Linked DNA regions of Sus scrofa: region 2 is linked to region 1. The links are chromatin contacts, called in public Hi-C maps. All regions are on one chromosome and are shown on one strand. The core of a region is the stretch at or near the end of the contact, and the rest is flanking DNA. Distances in the headings are between cores, read along the strand shown. Region 1 holds the start of STX17 (syntaxin-17). Region 2 holds the start of ERP44 (endoplasmic reticulum protein 44).

Region 1 (7,411 bases), core at 4,540-7,039:
TGGAGGTAAAACTCATGAACATATGGGGTCCCTCCTAAGACAGCAGGCCCCCAAGAGTTTCTCACTCTCACACTAGTCCACACTCCACCTCCAAAGATTTGTTCAAGTTACCGATTAAATATTTCTACCAGCTTAAGGCTCCAGGGGCTTCTGTTTCAGAATTATAGCTGTGATCCTCTGTATTTGCCTGTTTCTGCAGATTTTGGAGGAAGTTTGCCCTGAAACCTGATGAGTCCAAGAAAGGTAATTTAAGTCTGTTTAGATCTTCTCCTATTTTAAGGATGGGGGTGATGACTTTCAAGTTCTTTACATATCTGAGCTGAAACTGAAAGCCCTCAGAACGCTGTAAAAGCAAACTTAACTATCACTTTGTCATTTATTCATTTATTATTTATTATAGGGGCATGTTATTGAACCAGAATCTGTAGGTGGATACAGAGATAAGCAAACATGGATCCTGTTCTCAGGGAGCTTATAGTCCAACATGTGATGGTAGCAGACAGATTCTTAGGCCTGTGCTTGATTTTGTCAAGGATGTGTGGAGGCATTAACTTCCCAGCTCTCATTGCAACTGAACCAATGGCAGAGGCTGAGAGCAGCTTTCTTAGTTTTGCTTCATAAATATCATCATTTTCTATTTGTGTCATGACAAGGAAAAGGGTGAAAAACACTGGAGGTGGCAATAAGACACATCTAAAATTACTATAATAAAATGCAGACAGTGATGTGTCAAAAAAAAAAGATCAAATTATAAGGTGGGTTGTTTAGAGGAGGGAGGCATTAAATCTAGAAATTCTAGAAATATTAGGAGAGGTCACCTTTGGAGTGAACATGGAAAGATGAGAAAGATTTGGATTTGTAGCCAGGGAGGGGCAATGAGTGGATACTAAGGACTGGGGAAAAGATTGGAATGAAGAATACTGAGGAGTTCAATTTTGTTAGAGCAGAGAATGTATGAAGGGAAGTAATGGGAGATAAAGTTAGAAAGCAAGGTTGGATGCATGTGGAATATCTATTGATTTGCATGTCTGTATATTTATCATGTGATGATAATTGACATTCATGACAATGTAATTAAATACTACAAAAGTCAAGATGCCTTGTAAGCTGTCAAAGTTAAAATAACATTTAACATGATTCTAATGCTAAGTAAGTTACTGTGTTTTAGTTGCAAGCACAGCATAAGGTGCATCTTTTGAAAGTGAGTTGGATAGTTAAGTGCTTTGGGTATGAGGATTTAAAGTGATTGATAAAGCAAAAATTATGACAAAACTGCCCTTGAAAAATTTTTATTTTTATTTTTATTTTTTTTGGCTTTTGTCTTTTTAGAGCCGCACTCAGGGCACATGGAGGTTCCCAGGCTAGGGGTCTAACTGGAGCTGTAGCTGTCGGCCTCTGCCAGAGCCACAGCAATGCCAGATCCTTAACCCACTGAGTGAGGCCAGGGATCAAACCCTCGACCTCATTGTTCCTAGACGGATTCGTTTCCGCTGCACCACGAAGGGAACTCTGAAAAAATTTTAAATTGCTCATAAGGTTCCTTAAGCATGGTTTTATAAATAACACCTTATGCAATAATTCTTGGGCACACTGAGTTTTGAGAATAATTAAGATAATCAGAAGAACAAAAAGATGGGGAAGGAGTCTTTAGATAGATTGTCTGGGTATTTAGGCTATTCTACATGCAACATGATTCTCAAATTCCTAAGTAGTGAATGGTTAATGAGTGGAGAATTCTAGTGTTACTGTCTGCCTGCAGAGTTCACCACTTTTAGTTTGATGTTAGGGCTCTATAACCTTAATACATATGAACAGACTGTTTGGTGATGGTGTGTGTGTGTGGCGAGGGACACTAGAGCAGAAAGTGGAGAGGTTTAAGTACTAAAGCCAGTGAACACTATGTATGAGTTTAAAATGATATCATACAATAATAGAAACTAATAAGGCTTTGTCTCTTTAACAGAATTGTCTTGACTGAAAGGAGTAGAGTTTAAGCAATTAAAGACAAAGTAGAGGTGAGAGCTGGGGTTGGGGGTTAGAAGGCTGTGGGGTATAATTAGACCTAAGTGTTGATTGGGGTTAAGCCCCAGGAATGAGCTGGAACCAGGAATTCGAATGTGCTGCAAACTCTGTTTCTTTTTCGTGTATCTGATCATTCTCACCTCCCTCTCCTATCTCTTTCATGGCTTTTTATTTTATATTCCAAGGAGTGAAGATCTCTAACAACAGTAAGGACTACAGCTGCTATTTCACCAGTATTTCAGAGAGAAGTAATAGGGAGAAACAATAAGGCAGAATCTATTCCTTGTCTACTAAAAGATTCTGTTTGTTTTAAATCAGGAATTGCTAGCTCTTTATTTACTTTCTTTTTTTATTGTGGTATAACTCATACAAAGCACACACAAATCTTAGGTGTACGGCTTGATGAATTGTCACCTAGATCAATACAAAGAACATTTCCAGCACCCGAGAAAGCTACTTATGCTCTCTCCCAGTTAATTCCATGCTGAAGGTAACCATTAGTATCACTTTATTTTTAATCTTTCTTCCTCTCAGTTCACAAGATGGTTAGAATGATAGGATGCACAAAGAAATATAATGCATCCAGAACTGCACAGATATTTCAATAATTCATGGATAGAGAAAGAACCTAGTGAAGGTAGTGACTTTAAATGTTTTTTGAACATGACCTACAGTAATAAAATAAAATAAACTTAACACCATGACCTAGGACATACATACACTCATCTCTCCACAACCTTAAATGGGATTTATGAGCAGCCTGGCTTTCTCTGAGTCACTAGACTATGGAATCAAAAACATGGCCACCAGGATATCTGCTGTGAGCCATCTTCTCTGTTCAAGAAAGCAGCAAAAGCAAGCAAGCAAGCCAGATTAAAGCTAGAATCCTAGTCCCAATCCCAGATTCCTGGAACAAATATCTTACTGTTTCATTTTGAGTCAGGAGTCTGCTCCTGGACCAATTCACTATGGTCAGGAGCATGGGTTCATGCCTGTATAAAATGGCTGCCAGAGGCTCAAAACTGAGCACCTGCTCCCTGGTGGGGAGCAGCAGGCCCCAGAAAAGGAATGGCCGGGAAGATCACCTAGGAGGTCTATATTATTGTTCCAAATATGAATTTGATTCTCATGTTCTCCATATACTTGCGCTATAATCCTGGAAAAATGATTTCTTAATTTAAAATAGTGAATATACATCGTTCCCTTAGTGTATTCTACGAACCATGGTAGGCTTTAAGTAAATAATGTTTTCTCGAGAAATAGCCTTGTTCAGTTATAACTGACATATAATAAACACATACACATATTTAATACACATAATTTGCTAAGTTTCAATATACGTGTACACGCCTGCAATCAGTACCACAAGCAAGATAATGAATATACCCATTACCTTCAAATTTTCCTTATGCCTCTTGGAAATCCCTCCTTTCACCCCAACCCAATTTAGCTATTATTATTATTAACTAATTAATTATTTTTTGCTTTTTAGGGCTGCACTCACAGCATATGGAAGTTCCCAGGCTAGGAGTCAAATCAGGGCTATAGCTGCCAGGCTATAACACAGGATCTGAGCTGTGGCTGTGACCTACAGCACAGCTCACGGCAGCACCAGATCCTTAACCCACGGAGCAAGGCCAGGGATCTAACCCAAGTCCTCATGGATACTAGCTGGATTCATTTCTGCTGAGCCACAACAGGAACTCCCTAGTTATTATTCTTAATTCTTCAAATAGCTCCAATAATTCCTTACAAACACAAACTAGATTCTGCTCTTTTTAAAAATGCTATCTTTCCTTCCATTACACCTCCTTTTAAACAGGTGATTGTTTAGGAAAGCTGTTTTTCTAGCTACTTTACTCTGTTTCAATCCATTCTTTTGGGTTTTCCAAGTAAGCAATCATAATGCCTTAAAAGAATATTTTTCTTTTTTCCCCCCATTTATTTATCTATTACCGTTTTGTCTCATTTGGCCTTCCTGATTCAGTTAGGATCTTAGGAAAATGTAGGCTAGGAGCAGGAGGCCTGTCCCTAACAACTTCAGGGCCCAGGTAAAAGTACAAAAAGAGGTCCACATACCATATTTCTAAATATGTAACATTTATAAATCAAGCTAACGAATTGTTAGATTAAAAAGTTCTACATACATTCTGAGCAAGTCATCTGAATATTCAAACACATATTAAAAAGGCTGGATCTATAAGTCAGTCTAACCAGCGAGGAGACCTGTGATCTAGACAGGGCTTCAAAGCCAACTATCTGCTTGTTCATTGTTCTTAGCAAATTATGTGTATTAAATATGTGTATCAGCCTCCCTGATAGACCTAACTTATAGCAAACATACATATAATCTAGAAGCCTAGCTTCAGGTTTAGAATCTTTGAGTGTTGCACCTCCCTAGTGTACTTGAGGTAGTTTTTTCAGAACTTAACTCAAAAGACCTTTACTTCAGGAGTTCCTATAGTGGCTCAGTGGTTAACGAACCTGACTAGTATTCATGAGGATGTGGGTTCAATCCCTGTCCTTGCTCAGTGGATTGAGGATCTGGAGCTGTGTTGTAGGCCACAGATGTGGCTTGAATCCAGCATTGCTATGGCTGTGGCCTAGTTATAGTCATGAGCTGTGGCAGCAGTTACAGCTCCAGTTTGACCCTAGCCTGGGAACCTCCATATGCAGCGGGAGCGGCCCTTAAAAAAACCCAACACTTCTACTTCAAAAGATCTGTTTAACTGACCCTTGCATAAAAAATTTTTCCCATGGTATTATATAATACTTTAATTTTTCTCCTTAGAATTAAAATTTTACCACCACCTCATTCCTAGAGTAAAAAAACACCAGTGTTCACTATACTCACAAAGAAAATCCAAAATGCTTAGCAGATTTTATGCTTTACTTTAGAAATTGCTTTCAAGGGAATTCTTATAGACCTCTAATATTTATTGATCCACAACTTCTACTTTCACTCCACTGCAAGACCCCAAGAGCTGAGTTTACTTAGCTATGGCTTGAACATCCTTATGACTTCTGAGGACAGTATCATTCAGTGGATACATTCTGAGCAAGTCATCTGAATATTCAAACACATATTAAAAAGGCTGGATCTGTAAGTCAGTCTAACCAGCGAGGAGACCTGTGATCTAGAACAGGGCTTCAAAGCCAACCATCTGCTTGTTCATTGGTAGCAGCTGGTGTAACTGGAAAAACTTGGGAAGGAAATTAAAAAACCCATTCGGAGTTCCAACTCTGTCACTAACTGGCTGAACTGGAGTGAGTCAGCAGAAACTCTTGGAGCCTCAGTGTCATTATCTATAAAGTTAGGATAAGACAGTGGCATTAAGGGCTCCACCTGTTTGGTGGGAGGCAGGAGCAGGTCAGGGAGGGGAGGGAAGCATTGGACCAAGCTTCAATTTCTGCACCTGTAACAGTCAAGACTTTTGCCCTGAACACCTAAGAGGGTTTTGGAGGACGAGAAGGAGAAGGCACAACCTTTCTGAGCTTTAGTTTCAATGTGTAAAGAGGTAAGAACACCTGGCCAACTAATAAAATTCCTAGAACACAGGAAAATGGATAGAAAAAAACCCTGCAAAATGTAGAGGCCCATACGTATGTGAATCGTCTCACACCTAAAATGCAACAGACTTACAAACCCAGACCATAACTCAAGACAACCTCTTAAAGCTCAGCCCAGAGTGGCAACATCGCTTGTACTCACGGGACAGCCGGCCACACCCCTCGAGGCTGGAGCGGGGCGGGAGGGGGCGTGGCGCAGCCCGGCAGGCCTATCGTGGTGCCCCGCCCCGTCGCGCCCGCGCCTGCGCTGTGCGCGCTTACTGGTCTCAAGCGCCCCGGCGGGAGGTAAGGGGCTCGCGACAGGCCGCCTCATGGGTGTCAGGCCCTGTGTGGCATGGTAGGCCGGGTGCCAACCTCGCGCGCGGGAGGGGCGCCCGGCGGGAAGCAGGGTATCAGTTCGGAAGTGCGAGCTCTGTGGGGCTTCTCTCAGCTCCAAGAAGTGATGGTTTCGGTTTTGGAGGCGCTATTCGAAGCGGGTATAGAGGGCGGCCGACCGGAGGAGCTGGTCGGCCTCCTGGGGTCTCAGGGTGGAAAAGTTTCTATCGTCTGCCCTGCCGTGACGCACTGTGGGCCATAGGTCGTCAGCGTCGTGGGCGTCTACGTCCTGAGACTGGTCCGCGTACCCGTTCTCGGCGAGGGTGGGGGGAGGGGCGTTTGGTTTCTGTGGCCCGGGTGCGCTGTGGGTTACTCTGCTCCGAGGTAGTGAGGGGAGGACCCGAAGCGAGAGGGTGGAGTGTCCTGTCAGCCAGACCGGGAGGTGGCTCTTAGAAGGTCCCATGTTTAACTCCCCCTTTTTTAAAATTCGGAATCAGAGGCTCAGAGAGCGGACTATAGGGTAGGACCAGGGGCCTTGACTTTTCTTTCCAAATTTAGGAACGCGTCCCCAAGTCAGAATCTTGTCCGAAACAAATCAGGGCGACGTGGCTGAAGACATTCGGTGCCACTGGTGTGGGGAAATGTTGGAAGATGTTCATCACTTTTTTTTGTTGCCAGCAATTTTGGACTTTTTCTGAGAAATAGGGCTTTTCCTTTATAAATAATCCGAAGTAATTTGGTTAACCTCCCAGTACTTTTTCCTTACTGGAAACTAATGGTATGGTATTCAGCTGGTAATAGTTGTAAGCACCTGCCATTCCCCCATCCCCAGCCCCCGAGCCAAGTGTCTGTGCAGTGAATATGGTTGCAGTTATTTGATGTAGAAATGTTTGGCCTGTCTTACATGAAACAGCTCAACACGTTTTTAAAAAAGACTTTATTTTGAAATAATTTTACAATAACGGAGGAGTTAGAAAAGTAATAGAGAGTTTTCTAGTTTCCTTTAATGTTAGCATCTCATATAATCGTAATACAAATATCAAAAGTAGGAAATCAACTTAGGTACAACACCGTTAACTAAACTATCAGCTTTCTTAAGATTTCATCTTTTTTTTTTATACTAATGTCCTTTTTCTGTTCTAGGATCCAATCTAAGACCCCACATTGCATTTAGTTAACATGGCTCCTGAGTCTCCTCCAGTCTGCGACAGCTTCTAAGTCTTTTCTTGTCTTTTAGGTCCTTTACACTTTTGAAGAGTCCTGGTTATTTGTTTTGTAGAGAGTCCCTCAGTTGAGTTTTGTCTGATGTTTTTTCTCCCGGTGAGATTAGGGTTATGCGTTTTTGTTGATGTCACAGAAGTGTATGCCCTTCTCAGTAGTCCATCATGTAAGGAGGTGTGTGATATGACACTGCTTTTGAAATTACTCTTGATCACTGGTTAAGGTGGTATCTGTTGGGATTCTCTAAAGTTACTACTTTTCCCTTTGTAACTAATCAGTATGT
Region 2 (7,567 bases), core at 552-3,051, 240 kb after region 1:
CAAATTCTTTTTCCTTCAACTTAGCTCTACAAATAAATGGTGACTCTGATGTAATTTTTCTATTCAGTATTTCAACTTTTCTTTCTAATCTCTTAAGATTTTTACCCTTTTTTTTTTGTATCCTAAAAGTAATTCCTGGCAGAGAACTCATAATTCTGACCCTTTTATGGGTAAGGAAAAGACTACTATCTATTATCCTTAAAGAGAGAATGGTCTCTAATAACAATGAGTACTACTTCAGTATTTTTGGAAGGAGAGACCCACAGTATATAATGCAATTGCCTAGAAACAGCTCTACAAAGAGTATTTTCCTCTACACAGAAGCTACTCATTACTTTTAGTTTTAAGTGACAATAAGACACTTTTATCATTTAGCACTACCATGTTCATATTCAACTTTTAGTTCTAGGAAGAACTATGACATCCACTTTAGTTTTTTATAATACTTTCTCTGAAAAGGTTCAAGTACTGTGTATGGCTTTTGCATATGATTTGGAAATCACAAAGAAAGAGGAAGCACAGAGAAGAGAAGGGGAAACAAGAAGAGAAGGTATAGAGAGAGAGAAATTATTTCAAACGCAAATATTAAAAATTTAACATAATATGGTAGAATAAGCACTGAGAGTCCATAGACCTGCTTCAAATTCCAGTTCTGCCAGTAACCAGCTATATGTCAATTATGTTTCTCACAATATAAAGAGTGATTATGACTTAATGTTCACCTTAAATTCAGCTTTTAAAAAATAAACTGATTAAAGTATTTTCAAGTATTGTATTATAACAACAATTAAAGGTATATCATTTTATCATATGGAGTTAGTCTTTCACTTTTGCCTCAATGTGACCTGCAGCTTGGATTACTTAGGTTGCACAAAGATGTACTTTGGAGGAAGAAGGACCAGGGGAAGATTCCTTTACAAGATGGGATGGTACTGAGCCGGTGAGAGAGTTAAAGAGTAAGTGCGTATGTATACAGAAGACCAGGTCATTCACAAATCAGGAGCACTAAAGAACAAATGTGCTTATATTTCAGGTGGGGGGCAGTGAAACAAGACGTGAGTGAGGCCCTGAGCTGAGGCTTTCTGGTAATCAAAGCCTCCACCCTTCAAACCTTTACTCCCCCGGTGGACACCAGACCAGTTTCCAGTTCCGGGTTCCCAACCAATCGTATCAAGCCACAACAGAGGGCTCCGCCAAACCGGGCACCGTTTCAGGGCTCTAGAGAGATTCACACGACCCCAGCACCTGTCGGCCTCACATTTTTCCCAAAAGGAGGGGGTGGGAGGGAGCAGTAGGTCTATCCCCCGTCCTTTTGGACTTAGGCTACCACGAAGTCCACGAGCCCTTTAGACCAAAACAACCTCCGAACTCCGTGGGAAGGGGCGCTACTAGCCGTCACCCTCCCAAAGATCCTTCATTCAGGGCTAATTCTCCTGTTCACAGGTCCCAACCTCCGACAGTGGTTTCTCAGGCCTTGGGAACCCCGGGCCTGGGAAGCGGACAGACGGATGTCGAGAATGAAGGCAGCAGGAGAAGGTGCACTCCTCGCCACTAGAAGAAAAGATAGGAAAGCAGGAGTCGGGGCAGCTGTAAGCCTCTTGGCTAGCGGGGGAGGACGTCCGTGAGTCAGTCGAAGGGTCTGTCATTCCTTCACTCACTCACCAGGAGCAGGAGGGAGCATCTGAGGTCGGGTAAGGATAGGAAGACGGCAGGATTCATGGTAAAGCCGGGGTCCGCGGCAGGGACGGGCCTTGGCGGCTGGGACTGGAGAGGGTTGGGTTGGGTTAGGAAAGGGCTGGGCTCCGGGAGCCGGCGGTAGCGGAAGACTCTCCCGGCAGCGGCACCTCGTCCTCTCGACCCGGAGCTCCAGCGGCGAACACCCGGGACAATTTCCAGAGAGGCCTCTCACATCCTCACTTCCGGGTCCTGCCCACCTCGGAGCATCTAGGGAAATGTAGTCCTGGGCCATTTTCAAGGATCAGGACAGCGGGCGCCCAGAACTCTTTTCCCATCAGGCTCTTGGCCCGAGTCCACCGATTCCGCTGCGCGCGGGGACCTGTGGGATAGAAAGGGCGGAGGGCGGGTGCACTCCTGTGTTTTAGAAGATGAGAACTACAATTCCCAGAAGGCTGTACAGTCGAGAGACTGGGACGGCCTTCTGAGGGATTCCGCTAGTTTTAGCACGGTGGGCTCTATCCCAGCCGGATGTAGTGGCCTGACCTGGTGAGAGGGTCGGGCCAGCGGGGCTCGTCCCTCCTGGAGCCACCCCTAGGAAGTGAGTCCTGGAGGAGGCGAGGGTGAGTAGGAGGGGGCATCGCTGGGGAGGCACTAAACAATCTGCCACGCCTTGGCCCCTGCCTCAAACTCAAGGGCCTCTTGGCCTGAGTTGTGGCCTGAACCTCCATCACTAGCCTCCTTGCCTGCTACCTCTTCTTTCTGCACTAATTCCTGCATTATAAAAGAACCACTTCTCTGGGTTTCAGTGGAATGTGTCAATAACTTAACCCTAATTGTTTCTTTGGCTCCTGTACGGAATAGATATGGGATGGACTGGAAGAGCACGTTGTAAAGTGAAAACTCAGTGCGAGAGTGATTGCTGCTAATGCGTGGATCACTCTTACAGAATAATTACAAAATTCGTTAGCCAAGTAGTTGAGGAACTTAACCTGAGCTGGGTTAGCTCTCCAACCCAGCCAAGGCACATGCCCCAAGTGGTAGCCACACAATCACTGCCAAGTAATCAGGAGGTACTTGGCTCTTCTGTGGTTCTCCCTACCCCTTGCCTTTCCTTCAACTTCCCTGCTGCCTGAATGGAAGCTTCTCTTCTCTACTTGGATAGCATCTCAACTGTCACCATCAGTGACAACTTACCAAACAATCAACACTTTGGATTTAATCAAAATTACTCTTCTTTGCTTGTGACTACAGCACCACTAGTTTTCTATAGTTAGAATTACTGGAGCATTTACTACACTGGCTTGTTTTGTAATTAGTTGATGATGATGGTACTTTTGCATTTATAGCATTCCTTAATTAACAAAGTGGTTTTGATTTTCATCTATAGAAGTTTACAAAAAGCATTATAACTAAATATATATGTATATACATGCATATACATATATATATATTTGAGCTAAAAAAAGAAAAGAAAAAAGAACCCTGAAGAATGGATTTCTTGGACTAATAAAAGTAAATAGCGGTAGAGCCAAAATTTTTAATTAGGTCTCTTCTCCTAGTCCAGTGTTCTTATCTCCATACCACTCAGTGAACTCTCTGACAGACAAATGAGGAATTAAAGAACAGAGACTCATGAGTATGAACTCCTTACTCCAAGAACCTAAACTTTGACCCTGCTCACTCTCTGGACTTAGCACTCAGCCTACGACTTTTCATTCAACAAACATTTCCTGAACACCAGCTACATAGCTGTTACTGTGCTAAATGCTAAGAATTAAGAGACAAAGTATATATAAATATAACTGAGATAAAAATTTAAGCTTATTTCTCAAAAGGTATGAAAAATTTCTCTGACTCTGATGATCACTTAGAGTCTAAAGTAACAGGTATTAAAGTTCAGAACAGTGTCTAACACATTGTTGGCCCTCCACTTGTTGAATAAATCAACATGGCCTACTGTTTACATATTTCTTTGTGTGTGGGTCGGTGGGTGTGTGCTTTTTAAGGCCACACCTGCACCATATGGAAGTTCCCAGGTCAAAATGGAGCTGCAGTTGCCAGTCTATGCCACAGCCATAGCAACAGGGGATCCAAACTGCATCTGCCACCTGCACTACAACTCATGGCAATGCCGGATCCTTAACACACTGAGTGATGCCAGGGATCGAACCCACATCCTCATGGATAGTAGTCGGGTTTGTAACCCTCTGAGCCACAGAGGAACTCCCTCCATTTTTCTTATTTTACAGAAAATCAGAGCTGAAATAGCCTAGGTGCACACCGCATATTGTTAACAGAACTGGACCTTGAGCCCAAGTGCAATTACTCCTCTACCGTGTTTCCACCTACGCTCCTGTTTTGTAGCCTCTAAGTCACTTTAATGTAATTCCATATATAACTTGTTTTTCTGACATGACAGACATGCTCAGACATGACAGAAGTGTCTTAAAATGCCCATAATTTCTGCCAACGTGTTAAATCAAATTGTCAGCCAAATAAAGACATGAAGAGCTGACCTTTGCCAAAATTAAGAAAGTATTTTTACTCTAAAGCAGAACTTGAACCAATAATCCTGTCAATGACAGCCAAGTACTAGCTCATCAGTTGTGATAAATTTATCTTACAAAATTCCCATATCCTCAAGAGTCACAGAGATTGGAGTGTCATCTTTTAGTAAAATCAGAAGAGGGCTTGCTTACCCTTAAGGCAAATACTAACTGTAGCTAATAAATAGCTGCTCACTTTAGACAGGTATGTATGCTCCAGTTTGCTGTGATCCATATAATTCTCCAAGTTTCTTGCATTTGTTATCTCCCTGATCCTTGAAACTTTGATATAGCATCTTAGCTTTAGAAAGAAAATTTAAGATCACTGATGCAACTACCCCCTCTTTCCTTCCTATCAAATGCTTGAATTCTTCCTGCTGCATTTTCTTTCTGCCTTTCCCTTTCTTCCTTCCTTCCTCTTTTTTTGAGTCGCCCTGCATCATACAGGGTTTCTGAGCCACAGCTGTGACCTGTGCCACATCTGCCTCAACGCCATATCTTTTAAACCACAGTGCTGGGCCAGGGATTGATCCTGCATCCTGGTGCTTCAGATACACCCCTGATCCCATTGCACTACAGCGGGAACTCCTCCTGCATTTCTGACATAATCCAGCCTCTGCTTAAAATCATAAGATAGGGAACTCACTATTTTCCTGCACAGCTAATACATTCCTAGAAGGTTCTTATCAAACTATTATCAGTCTACCAGTCAGAGCAAAATATTTCTTAATGAAACATGGCTTATCCTAGTGATGTTTCCAAGTAAGTTACTAAGGTCAAGGTCTCTAACTACTTATCTTTTCCTTGTGGACACAAGGAGAGAACAAATAAAACTTCCTCCTTTTGTGGACATGAGAGAAAGAATGAGATACCTTTTAATTTAGCACTTAAATCTAGTTAATGTTAACCTGACAGTTCATCATACCTATTTTGTGATTTAGTCATGACCTTTATTCTCAATATCAATTCTGTTATTTCATATTATATGAAACCATATCACCTGTATAAACTCAGCCAATCACTGTGACTTTTGAACCTTGTGTCTAATGTTAAATATTCAGCCTTTTTTTTCCACTCAGTGCCCTAGAAGTGTCTTAGAACCATCTAATCCTTTCATTTTACAGATGAACAACTTGTACAAAGGGTCACCTGATTTGCCACATTATGGCAACTCTAAGACTAGGACTGTAGACTTTTTGAGTCTTTGTGAAATACTTGTAGTAAACCATATTTATAACATACCCATTTAGAGCTGATGAGATGGGTTTCAGAAATGTTTCCTACAGATAGTTGTTGGTTACACCATTGTTTCAGGTTGTTCCAGTTGTTGAGAAGACTATGAACAGATCAGAGAACTTCTTTCCTGGTTCCTCATTAGCATCCCAAGTTCATGCTGCTGCTATTAATGGAGATAAAGGTGCTCTTCACAAGCTCATCATAGGTAAGTGCCAAGTTAAGTACTGAAACTTTAAAAATAACTCTGTCTCATAAGGAAATATGTTAATCATAGTTCTAATTTGCAATCTACGTACATTTTAATGGAAATACATTATTGTTTATATTTTGTTTCAGGACTTGTACAAAAAAGAAATTATGTCCTGAAACTTAAAAATTTGGGTTAAGATAGGTGAAAAGTACTTGAGAAATATCTGTGTATTTGGCATTGAATCTTGATCTGTACTCTAAAGTGCTAAGAGAATTAATTCATCTTTGTAATAACAGAGATCTGAAATGAGATATTGGATAATGATCTTTAACATTTAGTATATACCCAAATTACTTACAAATAATTTGAATTTTAATGATTTCAAATTGATTCAATGTGTTCCCTATCATTGATTCAACTGATTGAAATTGATTGTGTTCACCCTGTCTTATGTAGAGAGAAAGGTCCAGTGTGGAAGGTCTAGAAGAACTTCTAGAGAAGTTGTAGAGAATAAAGTAAATAGGAGAAAGACAGTGGCTAAGAATTTTCCATAACTGTAAAAACCACAAATCCACATGTTCACAAGTCATTAGTCCCCAAGAGAATAAATAAAATAAAAATTTCTGTTATTTGTAATCTCTACACACACCAGTGTCAAGTGACATCATGATTGACAACCTGGGCTTTAAAATAAAGTCCACCCTACTTGAACGTCCATACTTATTCCTTCAGAATTTATTTTCATCCTACATTTCCAATTTCTTCAGGAACTTCTACCCATACACTGTATCTTCTGGCTAGGCTGTCTATTCCTCGTTATGCTTGGATTTTGTCTTTATATCTGTTGCCTGTCCTCTTTTCTACCTCCTACCCCCATACCTTCTCTACTAAACAAACTCCAACTCATCTTCAAAGACAAAATTCTTTTACCACACACTCTGTAAAGGTTTCTCTATCAGAGATGTGATTCTCACTTCACGTCAGCTACCTACGTTCAGTTACGCTTTGGAACCTGAGATCTTCCACCACCTCTGAATCCCTCATTCAAATGTTCTACCATTCAACTAAGACTTAGTTCCAGCTCATTTACTAATGAGAATGATAGTTTTTCAACATCACTGAGACCTCCAGTCCATTATTTTCTCCACTTTCAACCATCAGGCTCCTTCTGTCTTTACTTTCTTCCCTATTCAGCCCTGATTCTATAGTCTATTATTAAAATCCTTCCCTTAGAAAAATTCCCTTTTCTTCTTACCTGTTACACCTGTCTGTTGCAATCCCAACTCTGGGTGGACTTAATCCAACCCCTGAACAATTGAACCTGCCTAGAAGATTGGTAACACCCTAAATTCATGACTCCCTACTTCATGTAGACAGTCATCACTTTCTGCTCATTCTACCACATTTTTCCATAATGACTGTTTTATACTTCCTCACTCAGCCGAAACTCTTGATTGCCAGTTCTCCCTCCCTTCTTTATGTTCCTTACTGAAAATGAATGCACTGAATAGGAACTCCCTCATCTTTCAGCCTGGATATCTACAAATCAATCTACAGCTACACCCATCTTCTTCTCTCTTCCTGCTAAAACAGAGCAAATATCCCTTTCCGTCAAAGATCCATTTTTTCCACACAAACTCTGTATTCTATCCCTTCCTATCTTCTCTGGGATCTTGCTTCATATTTTTTTTTTTTTTTTTTTTTTTTTTTTGCTATTTCTTGGGCCGCTCCAGCGGCATATGGAGGTTCCCAGGCTAGGGGTTGAATCGGAGCTGTAGCCTCCAGCCTACACCAGAGCCACAGCAACGCAGGATCCGAGCTGCGTCTGCAACCTACACCACAGCTCACGGCAACGCCGGATCGTTAACCCACTGAGCAAGGGCAGGGATCGAACCCGCAACCTCATGGTTCCTAGTCG

What was found. Hi-C and Micro-C count contacts between places; a contact is called where the count stands out from the background.
Region 2: a Hi-C map of skeletal muscle shows a contact between it and region 1, with 6 times the contacts expected there. The contact joins the promoter of ERP44 here to the promoter of STX17 in region 1. A contact is called at or near these places in 1 of 5 promoter capture datasets (liver), 3 of 47 Hi-C or Micro-C datasets (embryonic fibroblasts, heart right ventricle and skeletal muscle) and 2 of 2 datasets of contacts at active chromatin or transcription factors (alveolar macrophages and skeletal muscle).

Annotation. Positions count from the first base shown.
Region 1 is chr1:241,651,675-241,659,085 of Sscrofa11.1, forward strand. It overlaps STX17 (syntaxin-17), which reads left to right and starts at 5,790. Exons shown (of 9, transcript XR_002336997.1): 1 at 5,790-5,877.
Region 2 is chr1:241,895,631-241,903,197 of Sscrofa11.1, forward strand. It overlaps ERP44 (endoplasmic reticulum protein 44), which reads right to left and starts at 1,802. Exons shown (of 12, transcript NM_001137629.1): 1 at 1,663-1,802. The coding sequence starts at 1,719. It overlaps INVS (inversin), which reads left to right and starts at 2,055. Exons shown (of 17, transcript XM_021066620.1): 1 at 2,055-2,297; 2 at 5,538-5,664. The coding sequence starts at 5,562.